2 separate regions of the Sus scrofa genome follow, and region 2 is linked to region 1. A link is a contact called in public Hi-C data. All regions are on one chromosome and are shown on one strand. Each heading gives the region's core, a stretch centred on a gene start, on an enhancer-like site or on the middle of the called end of the contact. The rest is flanking DNA. Distances are from core to core; before and after follow the strand shown. Region 1 holds the start of FRZB (frizzled-related protein). Region 2 holds the start of NCKAP1 (nck-associated protein 1).

The links. Hi-C and Micro-C count contacts between places; a contact is called where the count stands out from the background.
Region 2: a contact with region 1 is called in a Hi-C map of skeletal muscle, with 2.9 times the contacts expected there. The contact joins the promoter of NCKAP1 here to the promoter of FRZB in region 1. A contact is called at or near these places in 1 of 47 Hi-C or Micro-C datasets (skeletal muscle) and 1 of 2 datasets of contacts at active chromatin or transcription factors (skeletal muscle).

What each region holds. Positions count from the first base shown.
Region 1 is chr15:88,373,851-88,380,364 of Sscrofa11.1, forward strand. FRZB (frizzled-related protein) reads right to left here and starts at 2,497. Exons shown (of 6, transcript NM_001243330.1): 1 at 1,859-2,497. The coding sequence starts at 2,336.
Region 2 is chr15:88,525,069-88,531,582 of Sscrofa11.1, forward strand. NCKAP1 (nck-associated protein 1) reads right to left here and starts at 3,349. Exons shown (of 31, transcript XM_003359581.4): 1 at 2,817-3,349. The coding sequence starts at 2,924.

The DNA.
Region 1 (6,514 bases), core at 1,247-3,746:
GTAACTCAGGGACACTTAAGGAAACTGCTTCCCATCTATAGTGACCATGGCTTTTGAAAGCCATTAACCTTGCCATACCCCTCTCATTTGAAGTCCATTTCTAAGAGAGGTTTCAGAGCAAGAGGAGGAATGCATTTCAGTGTGAAACGTAGCCACCTCATTCCTAGCCTTTGGCCTGAGAGGAGTGCCAGCATTTAACTGATTCTAAGTGCCTGGCAGACCAGGGCAGCAACTGACTGAGCTCTCCCAGCGTCTGCACAGCCTACGACATTAATGCATACGAAAGCTCTGGAGTGGTCTTTCAGCCCAAAGATTAATAAGAAATACATTTCTTTCCGATTATATTATACAACCAGTTGTTGGTTTGTCATTAAAATCCAGATAAGAGGTATATTCGATGGTGATAAACTAAGTGAGGTGACCGTCAAAAAGCTCTTGAAATTTCTGAGCTATTTTGGTTTTGTAGCTATTTATACAAGTACATTCCCCCTCCCCATTCACTATATGTTAGGTTGAACAATGTGCATAGAAAGCAATTTTCCCAAACCAATTTCCTGACTACTAAGAAATATTACCTAGAAATGGACTGAGGATGTGAGCTTAGGTGGAGCAAGTTGAGAGGCAAGAAAAAGAAAAATGTGATGGCCAAGAAATGAATAGAGAAGGACATCTAAGGACAGAGTTGACGTGGGGAGGGTCTGAAAGAGGCCCAATCATAAAAGATTTGGTTTATTTTTAAAGTATATGAAGGCTGAAATTTGAGTCTGGGATTAATTGGTAGGAATGATACTGAGTTAGAACTAAATGGACCATAATGAACTAGGTTTACTTGGGGTCTTAAGAGTTGTGACTGCCATAATTAGACCAAACACTAGTGAGAAAACAACTTGTGATTTAGTCCATTTCATGTAGAACAGCAGTAAAGTTTTACAGTAGAGAAAGATTTAAATGAATCTGTAGTTGATGAACACAGAAGGGGCATGAAAAAGGGTATTAAAGAAATTATTTGCAGAGCATAAGAGTGGGATAATGGGTGAAATTAAAAATAACATTACATGAGTGTATGAAGATAACACACATTAAATATAACTCCTTTCATCCATATGTCATTTACAAAATGACTTGAAGGCATGTGGGATTGTGAAAAGAGCCCAGCAATTTCACCCTGCCAGCTCTGTGGCTGGAGCAAGTCACAGAAGCTAATTAGCAGTGCATAGCAATGTTTCACAGCTATTTCAGTCTGGAATGGAAGAACAATTTATCTCATTGAAAGGAGGGGAAAATTTAAGGTGAAGGTAATTGCTCAAATTGGATGTTGAGCAAACACATACCACTAATATCTGCAAGTTGGAATAAGGTTACTGAAATTATCTTGGTATTTTTAATGATTAGAAGAAAATGGTGCTTCAGTTTTCTGTTTTCACCATATAATCTTGACAAGCAGCTAAACATGAAAGATATATAAAACTGATGCCTGAGAATGCAAGAGAATCAGGCAAGAAAGCTCAGTGATTATAAACAAATTAAGAAAGTAAGAAAAGAGCATCATTATACAAGATATGGTTACTTGGACATGGAAAGAATGGAAGTGAAGAGGCACTGTGGAGTGGAAGTGTGATGGGAGTGGATGAACTGAGTATCTTAGACAGGTCACCAATTGGAATGGAGTGTATCTATTTGGATGGATAATGAGATGAGAAAAAAAAGGTGTGGTGTTCAATAGAGGAGTAACTAAGAGAAAGAGAAGTGATCCGAAGAGAAACAACAGAATTAGAAGTCTAAGGGCGAGTAACAAGGACCCTTTAAGAAGTGAGAGGATGGAAGGCAGGGGAGGAGGCTGGGTAGTGCCAGGACTCACCTGCTCCATCGGCAGTGACAATGGCCTCTGGAGAGATGCATACGCCACGGTCATAAACCGGCAGCTCTTCGCAGGCCAGGCTTTCCGGCCACGAGTGGCGGTACTTGATGAGAATGGGCTCACAGCCCTGCCGGGCCCGCTCGCACACAGACTTGCAGGGCTTAATAGGCTCGTGTTGGAAGTCAATGGTGCAGATGGGCGCGTACATGGCACAGAGGAAGAAGAGCAGATCCGGGCTGCAGTGGGTGCCCAGCAGACCTTCGAACTGCTCGATGGCCAGGATGGCGTTGGCCTGAGTGCTGTGGTGCAGGTGGTTGGGCATCTTGGTCATGTTCCATGGCAGAGACTTGCACAGGGGGATGCGGACGGGCTCACAGGCTGCAGCCCGGGCTCCAGGCACGCGGAGCAGGCAGAGCGCCGCCAGGGCAAGCAGCCCAGCCCGCAGCAACAGCATGCCTCCTGGGCTGCCGCAGACCATGATCCCGGCAGGACGGGGCAGGGTGCAGCAGTGCAGAGGACGCCGAGAGGCCCGCTCCGCCGGCTCCTCCTACCCCTGGAAGTGGACACAATGATCTGTGAGCTTCTCCTCCCCCGGCAATCTCACAGCTTCCTTGGATCAAATTCCCCCAATGGGGTCCCACGAGCTTCGCTGAGCTCCAGCCGCCGCCGCCCCTGCCGCTCTGGCTGCTCTTTCCCGACGTCTAAGCCTTCTGGGGCCGCAACATCTATTTATTGCCCCGCTCCCTCTGGCAGAAGCATCAGACTTCACAGATGAATCAGATGAGAGGAAAACAAGAGGAAGCGAGGGAGAAATAAAAACAAAAGTAGAATTCAGCTGAGGTAGTTGGAGCCTCGGGGTGTCACGTCCCCTGGATTACAAAAAGGTGCTAAATGAAGCAAGAAATTCCCCCAAGTGAGGAGGACCAGAGGCTGAAGGCGGGGGTCGGGGAAGGGGTCGAGGGCGGGCACAGAGAGCAGGAGAAGAAGGGTGCAGTGAGAGTCTGCAAGTCCTTGGAGGCTGAGCAAAAAGATCCAATTTGGGGTGTGAGCTGTGGCAGCTGCAGAGATCGCTGCTGCCAAGAGGGACCGGCAAGAGGAGCCTAGACGGGCGGTCTGTGCCTCGGACCCGCTGCCTTCACTTTCCCACCTCGGGACCCGAGAAGCAGCTCCGCCCCCATGCAATCCCAGCCCTCCAGCGCCCGGTCCTCTTCCTGGGAAGGGAGTTGGGGGATCCGGAGACAGAAGGTCTGCGGGTTGGAGGCAGAGGAAAGGGAAGCCTGGAGAAGCAGTGAGGATGCAATAACCCAAGAAAGAGCGGACTTGAGACAAGCACCTCTTCCCCGCCCCCACATGGGCAAGACCCGCCTCCCCCGCCACACACACGTATTCACATAACCTGGGTCCAAAGGAGAGCCCCCAGGCCCTCACTGTTAAACCCACCCCAAATCCTCACGAAGGAGTGCTCTCAGTTCCCCACTTGAGAACCAGCGGAGCCCCTCTTTTTCTCTGGAGATACTTCCTTTAAGCAAACTACAGCTTCACCTCTGTGATCAGCAGCTCTGCAGAAAGTCAGACCTGAGGGCCAAGACAAGCAACGGCACTTGAAATGTCCAAGTCGCAGAAAACACGGACCGCTGCAGCGATGCTGGAGCCTTATTATCAACCTAGAGCTCCAAACCACAGAGGTCTGCATTTTGAGTAACTAGGTGGGGGGAAATTGCCTTTCATAAAAAGAGAAGAAACGCCGTACATAATTATAAATCGGGTCACCAGAAGCAAGAATCAGAGTTTTATTTTTCTTTTTAATTTTTTTCCATTTGCTTTGCAGAATTTGAACTTTGAGCTTTGCCTTTTGAGCTTCAATGTGAAAACTAACTGCTTTAAAGTATTTGTGCTTTTTTTTTTCTCCTGATTTTATGCACTAAAATAAAATGTCACTTCTACTTCACTCTTCTCAACAATAGTTTCACCTAACACTTGAGAGAAAGGTATGAGAAAATTACACCACACTGGTGATAATAATGATGATAATAACAATAAAACCCTTTCCATCCAAATGAGTTCAATCTAGAAAAGAAAATGGAGAACAGCTTCCCTGTGGGTCTGCACTAATGAGCTGCCTCTCCTCCTCCCTCTCCCCCTTTCTCCCTTTTCAGGGCACATTGTAAAAGGAATGACCTGCAGAGGCCCTCCTACCCTGCCCTTTCAATGGGAAATCACTGAGCAAAAGGATTGCAGAAAGTCAGAAAACACAGCCTTCATTGAGAAGAGAAGGAAACAAACCCTAAAACAAAACAGGAAGTCACCTTTGCTCTGCGTCACTGAAACATTTCACTGCTTTAATCTAGCCATTTCTCACAGTCAATAATAAGCAGAGAAAAGATGCTTCCACTTTAGAGCACCCAGTGAGATGGTTTCTGTTCCCTAGTATTGACTTGACAGGACTTATAAAATGTCAGTGCAAACTTGAGTTTAGGGGGTTTATCTCTAAAATGACCATAAATGGCTGTTTGTGATTGCAGTAATTTTTTTCAGAAGGAAGTTTGTTCCACTTAGGGGATAAAAAACAAAAACAAAACAAAACAAAACAAAACAAACAAAAAACAGATGGCAGATAGAGAGTCATTTAAGTGAGCACACAAACTTTGTCTGGTCTAGGATTATTTACTGTCATTTAAGAAAAGAAGGCCAAAAGCTATATAAATGAATTAGATGAAAAATGATTTAACAAGTAAAATTTAGAGGGAAAAAACAAATTTAAAAACAGTCAAAAGTAGAGCTTTCGGGAGCCCTGTAAAGAAAATGCGGGTGGAATTTTCAATAAATTAGAAGTAAGGAGTAGGTTATAGTAAGATTGTTTGATAAATATATTTTCTTGTTCATCTTAAATCTTAACAGCATGAGAAAAAATGAGGCAATTGTTTCAGTGGTCCTACAACTATCTGAAATAAAGTGTGTTTTCCTTCCCCTGCACAAAAGTCAAATATCGCCTTTGTCTATGTCCTCTCACATTTCCCTAATCCAAGTTCATCTTTATCAAACCCCAAAATAAATTTCACTGCTTCCCAGAAGACTTTTTGAGTCCCCTGCCTGGTTCTGTTCATTCTTCTAGTTGGTTCCCTTTGAACATGGTTCATTTTTCACAAATTATTTTTAGCACCAATTCATCACTTCAAAATTTTTTCTACATTATTTCATCTGAGTGTGCTCTGCCTTTATAAACAGCATTTTTTTTTTTTAAAGAAGAGACTTCATCATCTATTTCTTTTGAAAAAGTCATTTGAGAAATTTTGGCTGATGAAACTTGGAATGCAGTATGTATGTATGTATGTATGTATCTTTTTAGGGCCACAGGTGCAGCATATGGAAGTTCCCAGGCTAGGGGTCAAATTGGAACTGCAGCTGCCAGCCTACACCACAGCTCACAGCAACGCTGGATCCTTAACCCACTGAGTGAGGCCAGGGATCGAACCCACATCTTTTTTTTTTTTTTTTCTTTTTTCTTTTTGGTCTTTTTGCCATTTCTTGGGCCGCTCCCGCGGCATATGGAGGTTCCCAGGCTAGGGGTCTAATCGGAGCTGCAGCCACCAGCCTACGCCAGAGCCACAGCAACACGGGATCCGAGCCGTGTCTGCAACCTACACCACAGCCCACAGCAACACTGGATCCTTTAACCCACTGAGCGAGACCAGGGACCGAACCCGCAACCTCATGGTTCCTAGTCGGATTCGTTAACCACTGCGCCACGATGGGAACTCCCGAACCCACATCTTTATGGATGCCAGTTGGGTTTGTTACTGCTGAGCCACAACTGGAACTCCTGCAATATTTTAAATATTAAACTTTACATGTCTTGCAGAGACGTCAGATATAAACTGGGTAAATTATGATAGCCAGCCCTGAAAAAGTAGACTATCTGATCATAAAGGAAACATAAATGAGATATGGCAGTTTACGCTAGTGCCTAAGCTGTACCCCCTTAACTGAGTGCCTCCAAACAGGCCCACATTAGAGAAAATTAAAGGAAGAATGAAACCTGGTTCCTCAGGGGAGATAGGTCACAGGTAATTTGTTTCTCTTATATTCTATTTTACCATTTTATTTAACTGACAGGACACTGATCTTTGTGTAAAACTGCACCTGGGCTACATGAAACTGCTTTAGACATTTCCCTATATCTGGTGAAGAAGTTTCAAAGTAGACAATCTGTAGGCCACAAACAAGGGGCTGGAGAATTGGAGCTTTTAAGTGATATTTTGATAGGCATGTCTATAGTGATCTTTTAGAACTCACATTTTAGAACTAAGGATGAAAATCAAAGAGTTTTTTGGCAATAGATTTTCTATTTGAGAAAGTTATCAAGGTGGCTAATGCAACTTATTAATGTACCAATGCCTTGCTGGAAATAAATCTTATGAAAATTAGATTCTAGGACTTTGAAGAGTCCCTCAAGGCTCATCCAGTCAGTTTCTTCAAGGGAAGGGGGCACTTCAGAGTAACTACATGACACCTGGCTCTCTGGAAGCTGCAGCATAGCAGCCCCTAGTACCTAGTTGGGACTGTGGGTCAATTCCAGGCTCAACAAACTGCTTAGGAACCAGACCCAGACCCAGTCACAGCCAGTCTTTTTAGAATGCCTCATGGCACAGGGTCAGT
Region 2 (6,514 bases), core at 2,099-4,598, 150 kb after region 1:
GGCAGAAATGTATTATGTAGTAGAATGTTTTTTTGAGGACTATAAGAAATTGAGACTAAAAAGATTATGTGGTTTACACTGTCATAAAAATGTAGACAGCAGGAACCTTACAAACACATGGTAAACGGATCTTACTTTTTTGGCAAGATTTCTGAACAAATGTTTCAATCCTAACCAGCCAGGAAGATATGCCAGCCTTTAGAGACAACTCTATTCAGACTGAAACATTAAAAATCCATCTGATGTATTTGTATGCAAAATCACACAAGGAGACAGACCAAAAGCTAATATTATTAAAACTAGAGCAAGATTATAGATACATTCATATATACATTATAAACAAAAAATATAATGTACATAATATATTCATCCATTTCAACAAGTCCTAACTGAAGGCCTCATGGACCAGGTAAGGCCCTAAGTACTAGTAATTCAAAAATGAGCAACAATGGCCCCATCCAGAGAGAACTCACAATCAGGCAAGGTAGAAAACTATTTCTCAACAAATTATAAATGTGTTGAGTGCCGAAATATAACATTTCAGTAACTTAAAATACTAGACACTTGAATATAGTGATCACATTCAACTTATTTGAAGTTTTACTAGTTCAATAATACAAGAGCCTGAAGTTTCTCAAAACAGGAAGTGAAAAAATATGCTTTTGAGGAAAGGCAGTGAATTGGAATTCTAAGAGTTCAAATGCTTAGAATTTGGCTTTACATTATTTCATTTATGAAGGTGAAATATACAAAGTTTGACTGTATTTATGCCATAAAAATGTTTATAGTGAATGCTTAAAAAAAAAAAAAAAAAAAAAAAAAAGAGGTATTTTGCCATATACCCAAACCACTTTTGATGTTACTCTCACTTCCTCTTCTGGAAACCATCATAACCATTTCCTTTAACCGCAATACCACGAGTCTAGTAACTTTTAGTAATGTTTGACTTGCTAGGATTTTTTTTGAACAAAGATCATATAGGAACCAATTTCCAAGTTTGTTAAGGTGCATAATCTCACAAAAAAGTTCAGGTCAATGCAACCTAGAAGTAATACTGTCTAAATTATTCTGAACTTACATGAATTTATAATCAAGGCTCTTTGGTAAATGCAGAGGGCTTTTTTGTAATGACCCTCAAGCTCCTGCTACATAAAATGTGACAAACCCAACAGACATGTTGCAGTTACTCTTCCAGATTACACTAAATTCAGAGTCAATCATCTTCATATACAGGTGAGCAACTGGAACATTAGCTATCCTTATACAAAATTCATCACCATTAAGCCAGGGCAGTCTTCTCCTTTAGAATACAGTGTCTACATCAAATTGTTTAAATAAATCAACTTTATACTTGAACCCCATGATATGAAATATTTAAAAATATTCTTTCCTCAGGAATTCTCATCCTGGCTCAGTGGTTAACGAATCTGACTAGGAACCATGAGGATGCGGGTTCAATCCCTGACCTCGATCAGAGGGTTAAGGATCCAGGTGTTGCCATGAGCTGTGGTTAGGTCGCAGACTTGGCTCGGATCCCACGTTGCTGTGGCTGTGGTGTAGGCCAGCGGCTACAGCTCTGATTAGACCCCTAGCCTGGGAACCTCCATATGCTGCGGGTACGGCCCTAGAAAAGACAAAAAAAAAATTCTTTCCTCAGTAGCCCTAATTTACAAGGGCTACAATTCTACTGCTATGACTAAACTAAAGGAAATATTCATGATGCATTAAAAAGACAAAAATAATTATGAAGATATAATATCAAATATAGACTGGAAACTCTCAGGATCTAGACTGTACGAAAAAAATCTTAATTTTCTCTTTACTGAATTATTTAAAACTTACTTTGTCTTAAAAGGAAAAGGATGTCTTTTTTTCCCCTGAGATAAATTAATATATTTGTTCTATCTTAACATCTATTTTTCTTAACTCCAATTCAGCCTTCCATTCTTTACTCTGAAGGCATGTAAAGACTTCGAACAGACCTATTAGCTAGAGCTACTCAAGTTATGAGACTACTCTATAAAATCAGCAATAATAGCAACATATTTATTTTTATTTTATAGACACCGAACTTTAAGAAATGATGCTTTGGTACTATCAGACATGGTTGGAAAAACTAAAATGAGGAGGAGTAAAGAGGAACGAGAGAGAAGGTTGTTATTCCTGTTCTAGTGACTCACAACCCAGAAGTATTTCAGAAGAAAATTGGTTCCACCCTCACTTCCCCCTCCTCTCCACCTTCAAGATGAAATAATTCCAAATCGCCAATATGCTCTTGATTGGCTTTTATTTCGCAATATAGAATAAAATGGCAAAGTGGAAGAGATGCGGGGTTCATCCTGATTAGCCATCCCCCTCCTGCATTTCCACTTACACACCAAAAATTGAGGGAAAAAAACCTGCTACCATCTCCGCCAGATTCCTACCATTCGGCCTCAGTTACGGAACATCCAAGTTTTCCTATCCCCCTCCCAGAATCTTGTCCACCCACTACCAACCCCCTTTTCCGTAGACCCCGTTTCGGGGGCGGAGGTGCCCCTCACCCCGAGCGGGGCCGGACCCGCCGGATCTCGCCGCTAGGAACCGGGAAATGGCTTCTTTCTGACACTGATCGGCCGGCGAGCCACCGGGAGAGGCGCCGGGACTCCGCGTTAGGCCGCGGCGCCTCCCGGCGACCCCGGCCCGGCCTGCCCCGGCGAGGCCGTGAATTCTACCCCAGGCGCCGCCCGCCGACCCCCCCGCCCCGGCCTTCCGGGCCTTCCAGCCCTCCCCAGCCCACCCGCCGATCCCGCCGCGGCCTCGCCAGCCGTGCGCACCTTCTTGATGTTGTAGAGGCGGGTAAGCATACCGACGCCGCGGTCGTTGAGGATGGTGAGCTTCTCCGCCAGCTTCTGCTGACTGGGCTGCAGCACGGAGCGCGACATGGTGGTAGTGATAGTGGTGGTGGTGGTGGTAGTGTCGTCGCCGCCGCCGCCGGCTGCCTCTCGCCCAGTCACCGGCCCGCGGCCTCCGCAGCTACCTCGGTCGGGCCTTCTCCCCTCCCGCCCGCGACCTCCGCCTCAGGGGAGCGCGCCCATAGCCCTCGCGCTCCAATTCCGCGCCGGTGACAGAGCGAGCCGCGGCGGACGCCTCGGGGCCCCTTCCCCCGCAGCAGCCCGCGCCCCGGCAGCCTCCTGCCTTCCGCTTGCCGCCCTTCCGTCCCCACCCCCCGGTGCCCTCGGCCCCAGCCCCCACCGAGCCGCCTTCCCGGGCTCCTCCACTAGGTGTGGCGGCGGCGGCGGCGTCTCCGGCGGCTGAGAACCAGGCCGCTTCCCGCAGCCCGGGACCAGCTCTCGGTCACCTGATCAGCCGCGCCGGCGCCCCCGCGAGGGCGGACGGGGAACTGCGCCTGGGGTCCCTAGCGCGCCCCGCCCGGCCTCGCGACGGCCGCGGCCCGAGAGGCGGCTGAGGGGTCCCAGACCTGACCCGATGGGCTTGGACCGCCCACTGCCCTTGATCCGGGTTTGGGAGTCTAAGCCGGGACCTGATGAAGTCACGTTTCTCTGCTTTCCGCACACCCCTCTCTTTTAAGTTCCCAAAAGTTGCCTTTCCGCACCACCTCCCGAAAGAAACCAGCAGAAGCCCATGGGGAGGCGGTGGGCGGAGGCAGGGCGGGTGTTTTTCTGGCGAGTTTCGCCCAAGAGTGGGCTGGTGGCACCGTGCGCTTTTCCCTCCCACTGCTTGACAGACGCTCCTGGCTGAACACAGCAGATGTTGTGCTCTGCGAAGCGGGCCTCGCCTCTCCCTTCCTCCCCATCCAATCCCAACTCCCCCGCCTCAAGGCAGTTTGTGAGAGAGGAGGTCGGAAGCGAGGGCAAATCAAGTTCCTGAGATAATCAGAATCTGGAATTTGTCGACGAGGATCACCCTTCCGGAGAAGACGCTAAGAAGCAATGGCATGTGCGAGGCAAAAAATGTTTGTTCAATAAATGAAGGAACGCTCCCACTTTTTTTTTTTTTTCTGGCCTCCACCCCAAATCCCCACCCCTTCTTGGCAGTATTCTACTTTTCCATCTCTTTTTTTTCTTGATCAGTTTCCTCCCAGTCACACCCCAGGGACACTCCTTCTGGTCAAGCATATTAGACACGGTTCCAAAAGTGAGCAAATCAAGGACTTTTACAATTGACTGGAGTGGGGATTCCAGCAGAGACGATTCATGCTGTTTTGATGTGTTTTGTTTTGTTTTGTTTTTTACCCTAATTTCCTTCCATGTGTTAATCTTTTATATTATATTAATTAATTTTAAGTGAGTGACAAAATATTATGCCACCTTCAATGAACGACCTTGTAAAAATAAATAAGCTATCATTGGCTTAATGAAAACACTTTATGCAAAGGAAATTGTGATGAAGGTTTTTAATACAAACACATCTGAGAGATCACCTATGGAGCTCTTATTAGTCATTAACAGGTCGGGGGTCATTTAATTTATCTAGTTACATTCTAACCTAATAGTTTAAATATTAATTTATTGGAGGTAAGGGTCTGGAACCTAAGATAAAGCAGACCTGGGAAGGAGAAGATGCTTGTGAGGAGGCTGGGGAGTAAAGATAAGCACTTTTCAGCGACTACAAACAAATGTAACCAGAGGCAGAATTACAGAGTCCCACAATGAAAGTTTATATCATTTTCTAGTTTTTCAAAAGTACTGTATAAAAAGAAGAAGAAAAGAGTGCCATATTAAAATTTGAACACAACTGTTACTCAAGAAGAGCCACCATCGTGTTTCCATGTGAACTTAAAACACTCATAGCTATTTTTAACTCAGTACCCAATGCTGAGCCTCATTATTCAGTTTTTATTATAACTAATTTTTAGACATATTGACCTGAGATTGGATGGAATATGTCTATTTGAGTAAAAAACATTAGGTGTAGATGAAGTATTCACTATTCTTGCATTTCTCTGTATTTTGCATTAAAATGCATTTTGTTATTAAAAACCAACCCTTTTAAAGTTTGCACATATGTGTAGTAAAAAGTATACTGTCAGTGCTAATGTAATAATCATCTGTTTTGCCATTCCTGTATGATTTTATGGCAAGTGTAATTAGTATATGTCATCTTATATATCCTTTCAGTTTTCAGTCTTTGAAAATGTGTCATATCATGCAAATTAGGCTATAAAGTTCTTACAAAAATTGCCCCTCTTGTAGAATTTTTCCTGCTATAGTTTAACTGCAAAAGCATAAAATTGTTTAAATGATTAGAAAACTGTTTTAAAAAGGATGATTGAAGATTTTATTTCCCTCATCATTGTCCTCACAGTTCCTTTGATACCAAATATTTTCAAATAGTTTCACTTTAGTTGAGATTTCTGCTGTTTGTCCCCAGAACATATTCAGAGATCTTTAAATTATAAGCCTTCACAGAGATTTAGAAAGTAGATGATAGCTTCGTATTTGAGTAATCTTAGGAAGTTTGCTAGTACAGGACAGTATGCCTTAAAATTTCACTGTATGTAATTATATCTCAATAAATTTGACTTTTAAAAAATTATATATATTTGAAAAATTATTTTTTACTGAGACAAATATAATGGTACCCACTCTAAGAAAAACATTTGAAAATCCAAACTAGAAAATATTTAAATTGGTGGAGGAATAAATTTGGCTTTATAAAAGAATTCATAATAGCTTATGAATTCATAATAGGGCCCTCAAATATATTTTACAGTGATTCACTTAAATACAGTTCTACTCATAAAATTTCAGAAACAAATCTTTGGCTATGGCATACAGCTTTTTATATATGTACTATAAATAATTCAATCATTTATAGAATGAATCTTGGATGGATTTAAAGAATCCTTTTCTGTTCTATATAATTATCAGATTTAAGATTGCATTGGACAATCAAATAATTAAAATGTGCAAAGTGCTGTTGTTCTAAGAGGAGATGTGAAGCTGTGTAAAATATAGATTTTAATCCCCTTGAACTCACTAAGGATGGCAGAACATAGAAATGGAAGGTGTAAGTGGGCTTCTTAGGACAGAATTACCAATACTAAACCTGCCCTTTCTATATCTGGATTTTGTGTAAAGAGAAAGTTTTACTTAGGCTTCTTTTATCAAGATTTTTTTACGATTTGCTGTCAAACTTGATCCAAAATAACAATAGTTTTTGTGATCAACATTATAGCATCATTACTAGGAATAAAATAAAGACTAACAGTCAATTTTAATATTTATTAAATATTTTTACATTAGTATCAAGTACTACTCTTTGAGTTACATTTCCTCATCTGCCTCTCTCAATAATCCTTTGAGATATTATTGTCTTCATTTTACAAGTAAGGAAGCTGAGATACGGAGAGATCTTTTTAGTTGTTGAAGGTCACGCCCATAGAAAGTGGTAAAGCTGGTATTGGGTCCTTTATCAGTCTGACTCCAAAGTTCATGCATATCCTTAACTACTTCAGTGTCACTGACAACAAGTTGGATGGCATAAATTTGTCATGCACCCAGTGAATAGA